Linked DNA regions of Gossypium hirsutum: region 2 is linked to region 1. A link is a contact called in public Hi-C data. All regions are on one chromosome and are shown on one strand. The core of a region is the stretch at or near the end of the contact, and the rest is flanking DNA. Distances in the headings are between cores, read along the strand shown. Region 1 holds the start of LOC107910625 (GDSL esterase/lipase At3g62280). Region 2 holds the start of LOC107910605.

Evidence for each region. Hi-C and Micro-C count contacts between places; a contact is called where the count stands out from the background.
Region 2: a Hi-C map of leaf shows a contact between it and region 1, with 2.6 times the contacts expected there. The contact joins the promoter of LOC107910605 here to the promoter of LOC107910625 in region 1. A contact is called at or near these places in 6 of 34 Hi-C or Micro-C datasets (anther, hypocotyl and leaf).

Annotation. Positions count from the first base shown.
Region 1 is chrD08:47,274,056-47,281,790 of Gossypium_hirsutum_v2.1, forward strand. It overlaps LOC107910625 (GDSL esterase/lipase At3g62280), which reads left to right and starts at 3,516. Exons shown (of 5, transcript XM_016838537.2): 1 at 3,516-4,201; 2 at 4,356-4,541; 3 at 4,654-4,817; 4 at 4,925-5,195; 5 at 5,278-5,755. The coding sequence starts at 3,958. The coding sequence ends at 5,510.
Region 2 is chrD08:47,507,545-47,515,279 of Gossypium_hirsutum_v2.1, forward strand. It overlaps LOC107910605, which reads left to right and starts at 3,471. Exons shown (of 8, transcript XM_016838511.2): 1 at 3,471-4,263; 2 at 5,089-5,122; 3 at 5,226-5,438; 4 at 5,518-5,607; 5 at 5,721-5,786; 6 at 5,868-5,959; 7 at 6,058-6,105; 8 at 6,222-6,399. The coding sequence starts at 3,923. The coding sequence ends at 6,339.

The sequences.
Region 1 (7,735 bases), core at 2,266-4,765:
ACACGATAACAAGCAAAGAAGGGCAGTTGTAATACCCGATTTTGGCCCGGGTAAAAGGACCGAAATTATAAACAGGCTTACAAGGGCCCAAATCAAAACAAAAAAGATGAAGGCCCAGCGTTTCCAGCACAAGGGAAACCCTAGGCAGTTTTCCACATTCGCGCCGCAGCCGAAGTCCCTGCACGAGCCGCATCCCCGATCGTACCTGCACAACAAGGAAAGAAGCAAGGTAGATATGGCAAGAAAATCTCAAAATCAAATCAAGCACATATTGGAAGATTTCTTTCTATTTTATTTCTTTTCTTCTTGTTTCACGATTGCTATAAAAGCGATCTTAATACACTGTAATAGGGGGCCGAAAATCAATAAAAAAGAAAGCTATTATTTTTGCAACACAGAGAGTTCAAATAGTGGGAGATACAAAATTTTTTAACACAAAAGGTTTTTTATTTCCATTTGGTATTCTTCATTCGTAGTTTCGTTTTTTTATTTTATTTATTTATTCCGCTTAAAAATAAGAAGAAAAGAAAGGAGGAAAGGGATTTTACCTTTTTTTCGTCGAAATCGTCGGATGGTTGCCATCTCCGTCGCGATCGGAGTGTTGGCATAAGCGAACGATGGCGCAAAATGGGTTAAGAAGAAACCCAAGCAGAGAGCATTTGTTTTTATTTTTATTTTTTTTCTTTCTACTGCAAATATTTTTTTTAAAGGGAGAAAACTGTTTTAAAACCTAAGGGCAAAACGACACCTTTCGGTTTGGGGATAGGTCCGCTCGTCGACCTGACCCGCAGGTTGGGTCCGCGCGTTTTCACCCTAAATGGGTAATTTACGCGATTGCCCCTCGGTGTTTTCACATTGTTCCAAATCCATTTTTTTAAATTTACCCGGTTCATTTTCAATTTATTCACTTTAGCCTATGTCAATACACAGCGTTTTGGGAAGTTGAGTTATTGCCAATCTGGACCCCATGTCATTCGCGTGTGGCATTTTTGTCTCGCATTTTACTTCTAATCCCATTTGTTGCCTGCTAATTCGATTTCAATTACAATGTGACCTTTTTTACTCAATTTATTACCTTTAAGCATTATTATTTTATTATTACTATTTTTGTTTTATTCCCATAATTGATATGTACATTAATTTTCATTTATCTTCTTACACGCATATTTATTTTTTTAATATAGTGTAATCATTATTATTATTTATATATATGTAATTATTTTATATATATATATGTATAGATTTATTATATATATGTATATATAAATATATTGTTATATTTTTTAAAATGAATATTTTTATATTTATCTATATACGTGTATATGTCTATATTTTTTATTTATTTTTCAAAAATGCTCGAATACATATATATTTTTAACACATATTTTAATCTATATATTTTTTTATATTTTTCTTTATTTTCATAAATGTATTATATATTTATATAAATTTTATAATTCAAAATTTTATATGTAAATCTTGTGCTTGTTTTTTCTTCCTCATAATTTCAATAAATATATTATGTACCTTTTTATTTTTTATGCGTTTTGTTTATTTCCTTCTTTTGTTTATCGATTTATGTTTTTATTTATGTTTTAAAAACATGTTTTTTTATTTTTCCCATTTATTTGATACTTTGCATGTCCTCGTTTTTTTATTTATGTTAATTTTGTTTATTTATTGTTTATATTATTTCTATACAATTGTTGTACTTGTTATTGTGACTTTATCACACACATTCAATATAACATTACATCATCTTTTTACTTGAATTTAAAAATAGAACTTTTCAAAATAGAGATAATACTCGTATTTAGGATTTTCAAGAAAATTGAGCCCTAACGTATTGGGTTCCGATTTTCTTCGTTAAATCTAACAATCGAGAATTGCTCTTTAATCAAAAATAAAATGAAAAAGCTTGTTGTTGGGAATTTAATATGTTGTGTCCTAACGCATTGGATGTGACATACTGATTTCTCGAGACAAGAATTTTTTTAAAAAATGTATATATATTAATAAAGGAAATATTCAATGTTTGGGATGTTGAGAAATTGTGCCCTAACGTATTGGGTTGCGGTTTCGTCATAAATCTTAAACAATTGGATATTCTTTTAAATTTTATCACACAAATCTTTTGGACAAACTCATCCTGAAAAATAAAATATCGTGCCTTAACGTATTGGGTGTGATGTTTTCTGTTTCAAAATGAGGAGTCTTAATAAATAATTTAATTTAATTAAGGATCACATTTTTTTAACTCTCGACTTTAAGACATTAATTAATCAATTTGGTATCAATTTTTGAGCGTTACGAGGGTACTAATCCTTCCTCGTACGTAACTGACTCCCGAATCTGTTTTTCTGAAATTTGTAGACCAAAGTCGTTTTTTAAGTGATCCAATCACACCTTAATAAAAGATTAGTGGCGACTCCTAATTTTTATTGACACCTAATTTTTTGTTTTTTCCAAAATAAAAATGGTTTCGACACACACTATGAGGAAGATATTGAACAAAAAATTGTCACCCTATTATGTGGAAGCTGAGGTGGGAAAGGTTGCTTACAGACTGTCTTTAGTGAGGGATCTCGAATTCATCCTACATTTCATATGTCCCAACTTAAGAAGCACACTGGCAAGGCTCCCAGTCACCCTAGTTTGCCGTTCGTAGGGACTAATGGGGCCCTTCTCAAGGTACCGGTTCGCGTCATAGAGAGGTATAAAAGGGAACCATACTGCTACAAGGATCTGGTTAAAGGGGGGAGTAATTGTTATGGAAGAAAATACCAGCGGTCAAGCCAGTTTTGAATTTTTGTTATTGTTTGTTTAGTTGTATTGTAAATGCAACCTTTTGCTTCAAGAAACTTTAATGAAATGGTGGGTTTTGAGGCAACTGTTAGTTAGCAACTTGCCAATTTGTTTCAGGAGTTGTTACCCTTCCTCTTAAGCACCATTCATGGGAGGAAGGCAGTTATGTATTTTCAGAATCTGTTTTGTTCATCTCTCATCTCTCTTGATTTTCTTTTCTTCTTTTCTCTTCTCCGATGATATTTTTTTGTTCAAATTTTCTCCTATTAGAATTCTGAACATCCGAGACAGATGCCACTATAGAACCGACGAACATAATCAGGAGTTTACTTTTGCAACTGTAGAAATGAGAAGAATAGCAAGCAGTTTAATTTTGCAATGGCAGCCATGTTTGTCTTGTGTTTGAAGAACAAGAACATTGGGCAGAACCTCGCGCTTAACTTTTCATCATATAGAGTTTTATATAAACGGGCTACTAACCTATATCAAGAAAGAAAAAAAAACCCAAAAGGAGAGAGTGTTGGGGCTGACGATGAACCCATGTTTTGAATCAAGTGGATGGCTAGATATATCCAAATCTAGACTACCAAATAAACTAGACGGCCCAAGATTTAGTCCTTGTTTTTCGAGGAAATTCAGGTTTTGTCTATGCCTAACAGTAATAGGACCAAGAAAATTGTGCTATTTGGTTACCTTCAAGTTGAAAACTTTGCGGTTGAAAGCTGCAATACTGGGCATTGCCTCAAAATCATGTAAATGCTAGCGCGCTTGACAAGCATGGCTGCCTTCTTCAACCTTTCAATCATGCTACAAAAACATTTGATGCATTGATACCACTTTTGTCTTATGTATGGGAATGTATGGTGTTGATAAACTGTTTTTGCTTCACAGGTTTTCAGAGTCCATTAAGGTTGAGAGTGGGCTAAATACATAAGAGTTTGTTCAATTCTTTCCATGTGAAGTGAATCACATGGGAACCGTTGGATAGAAACCATTTCTTTATTAAACAATTTCCATTTGCAAATTTATTTGACTTTCTGAACTCATGGATCGATTTACACAATCCAGACAGGAAGTCAATGCCTGCCAAATGTAGTCTTTTTATAGTGAATCTACCATCTGCTCTCAAAATCAAAAAACCCCCCTTAAGAAATGGATAATGGAGGGTTCTCTAAGGATTTGATATTGCTTCTTTGGATTTGGGTTTTCCTTGCTATGATTGATGTTTCAAAGTGCAGCCTTGGTAGACCACTTATTATCAATTTCGGTGATTCAAATTCGGATACCGGAGGACTAGCCGGCACCGGACTTCCCATCGGCCTTCCTCACGGCATCACTTTTTTCCATAGAGGCACTGGACGATTAGGGGATGGACGTCTCATTATTGACTTCTTCTGTAAGTCCAATTTCTCCTCAACCATTCTTAATACCTTATTTTCTTCAAAGAAATTGATTTGGTAGGCGATGGAAGTTAGGAGACAATAAGCTATATGTTGCATGCATTAATTTGAGCCTTTTGATAATCCAAGTTTGTGGCTCTATGTTGGTAGGTGAACACTTGAACTTGAGTTATTTGAGCCCATATTTAGACTCATTGGCTCCAAACTTCCCTAGTGGAGTGAACTTTGCTGTATCTGGTGCAATGACCCTGCCGCAGTTTGTCCCCTTTGTTCTTGATGTTCAAGTTCGCCAATTCATTCGCTTTAAAAACAGATCAATTGAACTCCAAAAAACAGGTAACGTGCGCTTGAAAACTGCTTTTAAAAGATACTTAGTGGTCGGATTCCTGGTTTGGCGACAAAAGATCAATCGTCCTCAAAACACATTTTGCTTTATATATATACTCAGGTACAGGAAGTTTCATAGATGAAAAGGGGTTCCGCAGCGCTGTATACATGATCGACATTGGACAAAATGATCTGTTAATGGCATTGTATGCATCAAACTTGACATATGAACCAGTAGCCAAACAGATCCCTTCTTTTCTTGCAGAAATCAAATTAGCTATTCAAGTGAGTCCATCTCATTTCATTAAACTTAATTCGGGTTAGTGTCGGATTCATGGTTTCGATTCTTCCTACTAACAAAATCATTTTTGTAATTTGTTTTGCACCTACAGAACATATACTCATATGGTGGCAGAAAATTTTGGATACACAACACCGGTCCGTTAGGATGTGCGCCGAAGGAGCTTGCATTACATCCTCATAACAAGACCGATCTTGACAGAATCGGATGCTTCCGCGTCCACAACGATCTGGCGAAAGCATTCAATCGAGGATTACGTAATATCTGTAAAGAAATGAGAACTATTCTAAAAGATGCAACCATTGTGTATGTTGATGTATACTCCATAAAGTACAAACTCTTCGCCAAGTATAAAAAATATGGTAAAGTACATATCTTTTTCTTTGTATATGCTTTCATCTTTTTCTTTTGGTATTTCATATTAAATAATAATGATGTATGTAGGTTTCGAGGATCCATTCATGGCCTGTTGTGGCTATGGGGGTCCTCCAAATAATTACAGCCAAAAAGCAACGTGCGGCCAGCCTGGTTCCACCATCTGCAACAATGTGTCACGGTCTATAGTCTGGGATGGAGTTCATTACACTGAAGCTTCGAACCGTGTGGTGGCGACCACTATTTTATCAGGCCGTTACTCTACGCCACAAATGAAGCTTGAAAGCTTTGGGGAGCCTTGATTAATATTTAATACTCTGTTTCGATCCTGTTTAAGACAAATAATTGGCCTCACAGGCAAAGCACATTGACTGATTTGTATGATTGGAATCTGTAGTGGGATGAGCTCATCTCAAGCATGCTGACTGATCTTGTAAAAGATATATGAGATTCTAGTGGAAGATGGACACTAATTTTGTTGTCTCTACTAAACAGTACTTGTCTTTGATGATCATAATGATGAAAAAGTAGCAATGATATTAGTGGATGCAAGGAATTACGTAAAAGTGTAGTTAAAAATCACTAATCACATTGATTTAACAGAGGGCAATTAATGTTGAATTTTTCATGGATTGTAGTAATCCTCCAAATATATAAAAGAAAGGTCAAAATTAATCACATATTTGTTTTTATTATTTATCCCTATTCAAATTTAATTCTTCCAAATCTTCTGCAAGGCATTAATTAATACCAGAGATTTCTAACAGAACCATTAAGTTGCTTGCATTTGTTATTTTAATTTGTTTGTATAATGATTCCAAATATAGCAACCTAAATTTCAAGATTTGTTTCAATAAATTTTAATTTAAATTCAATACAATTTAATCTAATCATAAAAATTAATAATTTTAATTTAAAATTATCTCAAAAAAATCACTCAAACCTGTAATATTGACAGATTTAATTCCAATATATATAACAACTTGCAAAAACAAACTATTTAACATGAAAAGGCTGGTCATATATCGACTCGCAAGTGATAATTTTCAAATTGATATTAAAGCAAGACACATGATGTGTAAGTGGTGATCTTGGAGTTGATTTTTGCTCACTACAGAAGGCTCTTTAGTTTCATGATCTCCCATGTTAGATGGATCCAATTACTCATGCTGGAAAGCTAGGATGGAAACCTTTATAAAGTCAATAGATGAAAAGTCAGCGTGCAGTTCTCAATGGATGAGAACTTCCTGATATTTCTGGAGTTAAAACTTCTATATCTGAACTCATCGGATCATTAAGGAAGAGAAATTAGTTAATGCAAATTCCAAGGATTCTGAAGTTGATGATTAAGAATTCAAAAGGATTTTCAAGTGTACTACAACAAAAGAAGCCTGGGATAATCTTGAAATAACCATGAAGGAATCGATATTGTCAAGCAATCGAAGTTTTGTAAATAAATTTTTTTTTGAATCAATTACAAAGCGCCATGTGTCAAGCTAAAATTACCGTGGGTCAAAAGTAAAACTGATAACATCATATGTGACATAATTATTTTTTAATTAATTTAAATTAAGGTATAAATATCGAACTTTTATATTATCACTAATTAAAAAATAAATTAATTAAGTGATAATATCAAATTATTATTTTATCTCAAAATAATTGAATTAATAAGAGATAAATAATAAATAAAAGAGTTTAAATTCTTGTAAAACAATCAAATGGAACAATTAAATTTGACAAGAACTCTCTTTTGTTCAAGTAATTGGTACTATAAAAAAGGGGTTTACCCAAGCCATTTTACAGAGGCATTAACAACCTCAAAAAGCCTAAAAAATCTTTGCAAAATTCTTTGAAGAAGTCGAAGAAATAGAAGAAATTCTGATAAACACCATAGTTGTTCTGAAATTTGCATGTACAAATTTATGGCACGTTTGGTGGGACAATCTCTACCTTTCATCTCATTTCCCAAAAAGTCAAAGTTCAAAGTTGTAATGACCACAAAGAATATCATCATCAACAAGCTCGCTCAAGATAATCCTACAGTCCGTTCAACTTCATCATCAACCACCAATATCCTTGCTCATCCCTATGGCACTAGGCAAAAGACGAAAGCTCTTTTGGAGTTATTTGGAAAAACTTATCCAATGCTTAGTGACAATCCACTCCATGATGCTTATTCACCAACTCATGACCGAAAAGAAGTTTCCCATTGTGGATTAAGTGTAGCCCGCCGATTATCATTCAAGGGAAAAAAATCCAATCAAGTGACCATGTTATTCCTGTTGGATCTGGTGCATTAAGTGTAGCATTTTCATTTATGTACACTTGTATTTTTTTCAAATAGATTGGTTTAATAAAATTATCCGTAAATTACATTAATACCCTTTATATATTGTCCTAAATGGTTTTTTCATGTGAAGCAAAATGGAAGTAAATATTAGCTCATTGGTTGCCTAATGTTTAACTAATACTAAGCAGTATTATGTGGTCGAATTGTAATGCAGAAAGACAACTTATATTAGTA
Region 2 (7,735 bases), core at 2,221-4,720, 230 kb after region 1:
GAACTTTTTCATTGTCGTAATGCACAAGTGCTCTCTAAGTTGTATATACTCACTAATATCAAACCATGTCTTCCACATTGTTGAAGAGAAAAGGAGTGTGAGAAAATGAGAAATAAGACGGTGAGCTTAACAATCACATATGAGGGAAATGGGAACAATACCATGTGCTATATTTTTCTTATTACTTGAACCATTTTGAGCTGAGCTTGTTCTTTGAATTGATACCAACCTAAGTCTCAGAATATTACAAGCCAAAAAGCCCTATACGACCTTAATGTCCTTGTGTATAAAACCAAAACTTGCAGAACTTAATGAGAAATAAATAGTTTAAATTCCTTCATGTATAGATACACCTTATCTGTATGACTTATTTTATGGAATAATGTGAATAATGTTACTTTTTGGGGATTACCTCTATGTTTATTTACTCTATAAGTTAGTGAACTAAAGTAATTTGTTCCTAAAATTGTGAATTTATAATGCATCATTCTTAGGTTGTATGGTAGAATGATTAGCTATAATGTACATACCTATCAATTGGTTGTCAAGTCTCTTCATTGTTCAATATTCGTGTATTTTGCATGTGCTAGTGTTGTAAGTGTTTGCTTGAGGACAAGTAAAAACTTAACTGTGAGGAAGTTTGATCTGGCGTAATTTGATACGTCAAATTAGGCTCTCCATAACACTCAGGGAACTTATTCTCAAGCAATTTATGAGTCTTTTACATACTTTTTTTGATTTTTAGTATTTATCATTAATAATCATTATTGTTTAGTTTTTTTCCTTTTGAGACCCAAATTGGTAAAATGGTGTCATAGGAAACCTAATGGTGTGTTCGAGTTGGTGTAAGGAGAGACGATAAGGGCCCGACCTTGAGGAAAACAATATTCAACATGGGTGTCGTGACATTCACGTTATGGGAGTCGCGACACCGATTCTTTTACCTTGAGGATGCAAAACTTCAACAAGATATCAATCTGGTTGCGGACTGTTGACAGAGTTGCGACAATGAGGGTGTGGCGACGCGGCATCAAGCTCAAAGTCCCGACACCAAGCTTCCAAGTCACAATATCATAAGGTTGTTGAAGTGGAGAAATCATAGGCACCAATAGATATGTTGTAACACCAGCTAGTGGATGTTGTAACATCGAAAACCCCCAGAGCTACACTTGTGCCATTATTGAGGGTGTCACGACACTGAAGCCTAGATGTCGCGACACCATTGCCTGACGAGGTGAAAATTGTTGCAAGGGTAATATTTTGTCCAACACAAACCCAAGTCAACACACATTTTAAGGGTAATTTTGTCAAAGTTAAGGTTGAATTTCTCAGCTGTTTAAAGACTTTTTTTCTATCAACTAGAGGAGCCAACTTTTCTTTCATCTATTTAGCTTAGTTGTTAGTTTCTTCTCCATTTCTAGGTTTAGGTCATTTACTTTTTTTTAATTTAATTGGTGTGGTTAGTAGTTTAGTTAGTTTTTACTGTAGCCTTTTCATTTCCTTTGCAATTCAACACTTAAACTTTGTATTTGATTTTACTTCAAATCCTTCAATATATTTCAGTTATATTTATTTTTCAAAGCATAAAAAGCTTGAGTTTAGTTGTGTTTCCACCTCCATTGTTGTTGTCATCTTCATAATTGACCTTAATAATTAATATAATTTTATGTTATTATTTAAAATAAAAATAAATGATAATTCTTTATTTTTTTTTAAAAAATGTATTCATAAGCATTGCATACTTGTATTAAAAATTATTAATAGAAAAAGTAATTAATAATATTTTTATATTAAATTATAAAGTGACATTAATTTAATATAAAATTTTAATATTGTAATTATATATATATTTATTAATTATTAAAATCTATAAATTTAAAGTTTAATGATAATATAATAATATAGTATATAACTATTACCAAAACCGATTACCTAACCTGATATATTAAATTTGTATATTACTAATGCATAAAATAATAATATACATAACTATTACTAAAAATATTAATACATGTGACTAATATTAATACATAAAATAATAAAATGATATTGTAATGTTTAGTCATCGATGCATATATATAAACTATAAATATATGATATGATATGATATAGCTTTATATAATATACTAGGAAAGCTAACTTTCAAATGTATGAAAAGTATAGAGACTTAGAGCATATTTCAACAAGAATAATAATAAACAATAAGTAATATATAATGTACTACTATTATATATAACTATTATTATAATATAGATTATAATAAAAAATATAGTGTTACATGATATTGTAATGGTTAATCATTTATGCATATATATAAACTATTAATATATTATACACTATATGATATGATATAACATATATAATATAGTAAGAGAGCTAACTTTCAAATGTAGGAAAAGTATAGGGACTTAGAGCATATTCTAACCAATATAATAAACAACAATAATATATGATAATAATTAATATATTATGTACTACTCTACTATTATAGTATGTGATATAGTTTTATAATGAAATAATATATTTTATAAGTATTAATATATATTTATAACTATTATCATATTATAGATTATAATAAAATATATAACATCAATAGTTCTATGTAATTTAGTATATTAAAATACATGTTTATAACTACAACTAGCAATACATAAAATATTATTAAAAGTTTAATATATTAATAAATATTATTTTTATTAAATTAGATTTTGAATTAGACATTAACTTTTACAAATTGTATTTGGGTATTTTGGACTTGAGATTTGGGCTACAATTTTTTTTTTTTGAGTTTTGGCAATAATGAATATATTATTTGGGTTTGGACTTACTATACTATAATTTTGTTTTGAAATAAATATTTTAGAATATGAGTATTACGTAAATTTAATAAGAAAGATAAAAAAAAGTACTCAATTGTCAATATAATATAATCATGAACAATAAAATATATTTTCATTAATTCATATAATATCATAGAATAATCAATTTTACACACGATAAGTACTTTAATTATTTTATACAAAATAATTTTATTAAATATATATAATTTATGTTTTTATAAGGTAAATTTGAATTACATTGTCATCGTATAATAGTAAAATGAATTGTTACATTTGAAATTAAAATATTTATAACTTATAAAATTTAAAATTATTTGAATCCATCAAAACCGTCCAACTTGATCTGAGTTTGAATACGAAAAAATTTGAGTTCGAAAGAACCCGAATCAAAAAAAATTCGAACCCAAAACAATCTGAATCCGAATGGATCCAAATGCAAAAAAAAAAAGTTTGAATTGAAAATAAACTCAATCTAAACCTACTAGTTTGCGAAATGCATCAAATACTTTTTCTAAAAGAAAATCAGGCAACTCAATCGATTATCAACTTATATATATTTATATTTTCATTTGATTATGGTTAAACTCGCAAATCAAGGGGTAGTCTAATAATCAGAGTTCATTGCTTTTTAGTAAATGGAATTGCTTGTGCATTAAGTTTATATTGAACATAACTAATGAACCTTAGAGACTAGAAATAAAGGCATTTTAATTCATGCTACAAGGTTAGCAGCTGAAGTAATTTATTCCAAACTTTCAACCTAATCTTGCTTAAAATATTAATCTGCAGCAAGCAGACTCCCCCCTTGTCAAATTCAACAACTGTCCATTATATTTTAAAAACATTTTTGTGGTAAACATGTTTCCAAGACTCAAACCAGACAGTCAAAACTACCATTCTCCTACCAAAACCCGACAGCTAAATCTCCGCCTAAACCACTAAACAAATTTTCTACTCTCCCACATCTTAATGACACCGATGAAAGTCACTACATACCCTTCTTCCTCGAAGCTTTAACATCCCTCGTCTTTTCTTTTGCAGCAGACACTGGTCCAAAACACCCTCTGCCTGGGGTCTGGACCATGGCGCTAGTAGTCTATTGGTACGATTGCATTTGTTTCGGCATTGTGGCGGCTGCCTTCCTTGGGTCTTTATGGGTTTTATGGAGAAAAGAAGCTGCATCTAGATGCGAGGACGATAGCGTATACGAGAGTCTGCTAGCGGCTCAACAGGATGCCGATGGGTTCGTACATGCCACACCCACCGCTCACGTTGGCTCCAACCAGCTATGGACCAGTTGTTGGAAAGGGGTGCACCCTGGATGGCTAGTGTTGACTCGTTTTGTTTCGTTTGCAGCGTTGGCCGGATTCTTGTCGTGGGACATAGTCGATTGGGATGCTTCCATCTTCGTCTACTACACCGAGTAAGTATATACCTCCGGGCTCCATGTTTATAAGTGTGTGTTTCTTACAGTCCAATTGCATGGGCCAGATAATCTGAAACAACCAAATTGGGCCTATAAAATTCTAAGGTTACCAAGTCAACTTCCGTAACTTACAACTACCTATCATTGTTGTCTTTGATCACCAAAAGAGCATACAATCTTCCTTGTCTGAGACAGATCTGGGAAAACCCCGATCATTTTTCTCATATTCCCAACTTATTTACCCGTCCGAAATCTTCCTCTCCTTAATTCGAAATGTCGGATTCGAACGATGAAGGCTTGGGGTACTGGCTCAGGTGGCAAGTACCAGTGTGTGCATTAATCATCGTTTCCCCATCTGTCTTAGCTTCATATAGCATCAATAAAGTTAAAACAGACCCGTTATTTTTCAATCATTTTTGGAAGCCACAGTGGAGAAACTTAAATCCCTGTTGGCTTCTATGTTATAGAGCTTTTGCTTTTATATGCACGGCTCGGATACTGTGTGAGGTTATTGCCTCTGAGGGAGGAGCTTTTGCTTTCTATTTCTACACTCAGTAAGATCATCTCCAAACTTGCCTTCTTGTTCTTGCTTTTCCATTCTTTAATCTAAGAACACTAAATGATCACATATTTGCTTCTTCTTCTTCTTCTTCTTTTTATTTTTTTACATTAACGCTTTGAAGACTTTTCCTTCATTCTTAAGTTGTACATTTTTTACCAACAAGTTTTTTACTATTTTTCCTTCTTTCTTTTTTTTCTGAGAATGTAAAATACTAAAATTCCACAGCCTTTAGCTAATCTGGTGATGCAACAAATCTGCAGGTGGACATTTGCATTGGTTATGGTCTATTTTGGGGTATGTAAAGATTAAAATAAAATTGAACCCCGTTTCTCCTATTATCTTCTTTTCATGTATATGACCTTCTTAAAAATTAACATATAATATGCCCAATATGTAGCTGGGGACTGTCATTTCTGCTTATGGGTGTTGGGTGTGCTTAAATACTCCTCTGCCTGAAAATGGTGCAAGGGCTGAGTTTCTGAAAAGTGATGTGGAAGAGAGTAGAACTGAAAACTCTGTAACTTATAAGGAAAACAATGTGAGGGATAAAATCAGGTTGCAGAGTCAAAGGGCAGGATTTTGGGGATATCTTATGCAAACTATATATCAGGTCAGTCTTAAAGGCCTATAATATCAGGTCTGTCTTTCCCTGTAGGCAGCTAATTTACTCACTTTTGCTTCATCTGCAGACTTGTGCCGGAGCTGTCATCCTGACGGACATTGTATTTTGGTGCGTCATCGTCCCGTTTTTATCAAACTCGCACCTTGGCCTTAACACGGTGGGATTGAACTTCATTTATTTCATCTCTTCTTATGGAAATGTATTAAGCAATAATGGTTACATAATGTTGTAATTCTAGTAAGTAATTCCTGTTTATTTCTTCCTTCACAGTTAATGGGCTGCATGCACACTTTGAATGCTGTGTTCCTTATCCTAGATACCCTTCTTAATAGCCTTGTAAGTTTTGCACCGTCCCCAAACTGCTTCCACACTTGACAAGTTATGGAACTAATGGAATCTCATATTTTATTGTGTCAGCCATTTTCTTGGTTCCGGCTTGCATATTTCGTTCAATGGAGCTGTCTGTATGTTGTTTTCCAATGGGTTCTTCATGCCTGCGGTTTTACATGGTACGTATCGTTCTTTTCTCGATTCTAGTCGTCGGTAAGATTTACCGGTTTCTTCATGTTTCGGGTTTGAGTACTAACATATGCTGCAACTTTCCTAGGTGGCCATATCCTTTCCTGGAGCTTAATACGCCATGGGCTCCTTTATGGTAATGTGACGAGCTAACACTGTTCAATTTGTTTTCCGTCCCTGTTTAGAGTGAGAAAAAAAAAAGCATGTTAATACAAGAGTCTGATGAATGCCAAATTCTTTCCATTTGTATAGGTACTTTGCCCTGGCTCTGGTTCATATCCCCTGCTATGGAATGTATGCACTTATTGTAAAAGCAAAAAATTCGATCCTCCCAAGATTGTTCCCTCATGCTTTTGTTAGATCATACTAGTTTTATTTCTTTGTTTCAAATCAACTGGTTTTGTTTATGGTAAATTTTGTTTTGGATGTATGCTTTCTTTCCCTTTTTTTTTTTGGTATATGAAGAAGGGGATCTCATTCCTCATATTCATTCCCTTTCTAGGTTGTGATCTTTGCACGTTTCTTTATTCTAGACTCATCATCTGGTTTGATATTTAATTTTAATTTAATTTGTTGATGTGATTATATCAACTTCAAAATTGTAAATAGTAAAGATGGTTGCGAAAATAAGATGAAATTGATTGAATCACTTGTTAAACAGTTTAATTAATAACTTGTGTTTCAAACACATAACTGGAACACTGATAAAATACATTAAAAACAACCAATAGGGCACGGTTGGAATACGTGTATCAAGCTATCATTTTTACAAGAATTATTTTTTTGTGTAAAAGAATTACAAGCACATAAATCTTGAGATATAATAAAATCATTTTGAATGGATTAAAATAATTGACACTTATTTGTAGGAAACTTAGATAGAAAAAAAAAAGTTAAAAATATATAAAATAAGAATTTTTCTTTTGTAATTTGTATTTTTTTAATTGTCTTCTTTTTGAATTTCTTACTAATTATTAATCAATTATGTTTATAACAGGCCAAATTCATCCGGCCCAAACCCAAACAAAACAAACTGAAAGAACAATTAAAACAAAAAATAAATAAAAGTTCATTAACAGTCCAAATTACAAGCCCAGGACTCAATTTATTAACCTAAACCCTTAAGCCCAATAAACCAACAACCCAAAAGTCCAAAACCTAAAAAAAAGAAAAAACCCCAAAGTCCCCTTCAGCATCACTCCCTCGCCACGTCAGCAGGCGTGCCATCTGAGGCCTGACACCTACTCATCAATGCCACCACGACCTGCAAAAACAGAGAAACAGAGGCAAAGAAGCAGAGAAAAGAAGAAAAGAAGAAAAAATATAATATTATTTTGTAATAGATTTCAACTATAAAAGCTGAAAATGAATTGTAACCAAAAAAAAATTCAACCAAGAATACAAAAAGAAAAAAACAAGTTTAAAGAAGGTATTTTTTATTTTATTTACCTTTTTAAATTTTGAAAAAATATAAAAAAGAAAAATAAATAACAAAAGATTCAAGTTTTTTACCTGTAATACTCAAGCTATCATAGTGTCCTTGTCTCCAACTCGAGAAGCCTAAAAATCCCTTAGGGTTCTGTCGAGGACCTCGTCGGAAAAGGGAAGACACTGAAAGGTTTCTCTGCTTTCGGCCAAACTTTGGCTAAGTTTTTCGGGATTTTTACCCCAAATCTGTGTTCCACGTGATAGAAGGGGTAAAAAGGGTCTTTTGGAAATTTTCGGCCATCGGAGGCGGCGGTTGCCATTGTCGATGACCGGTGGTC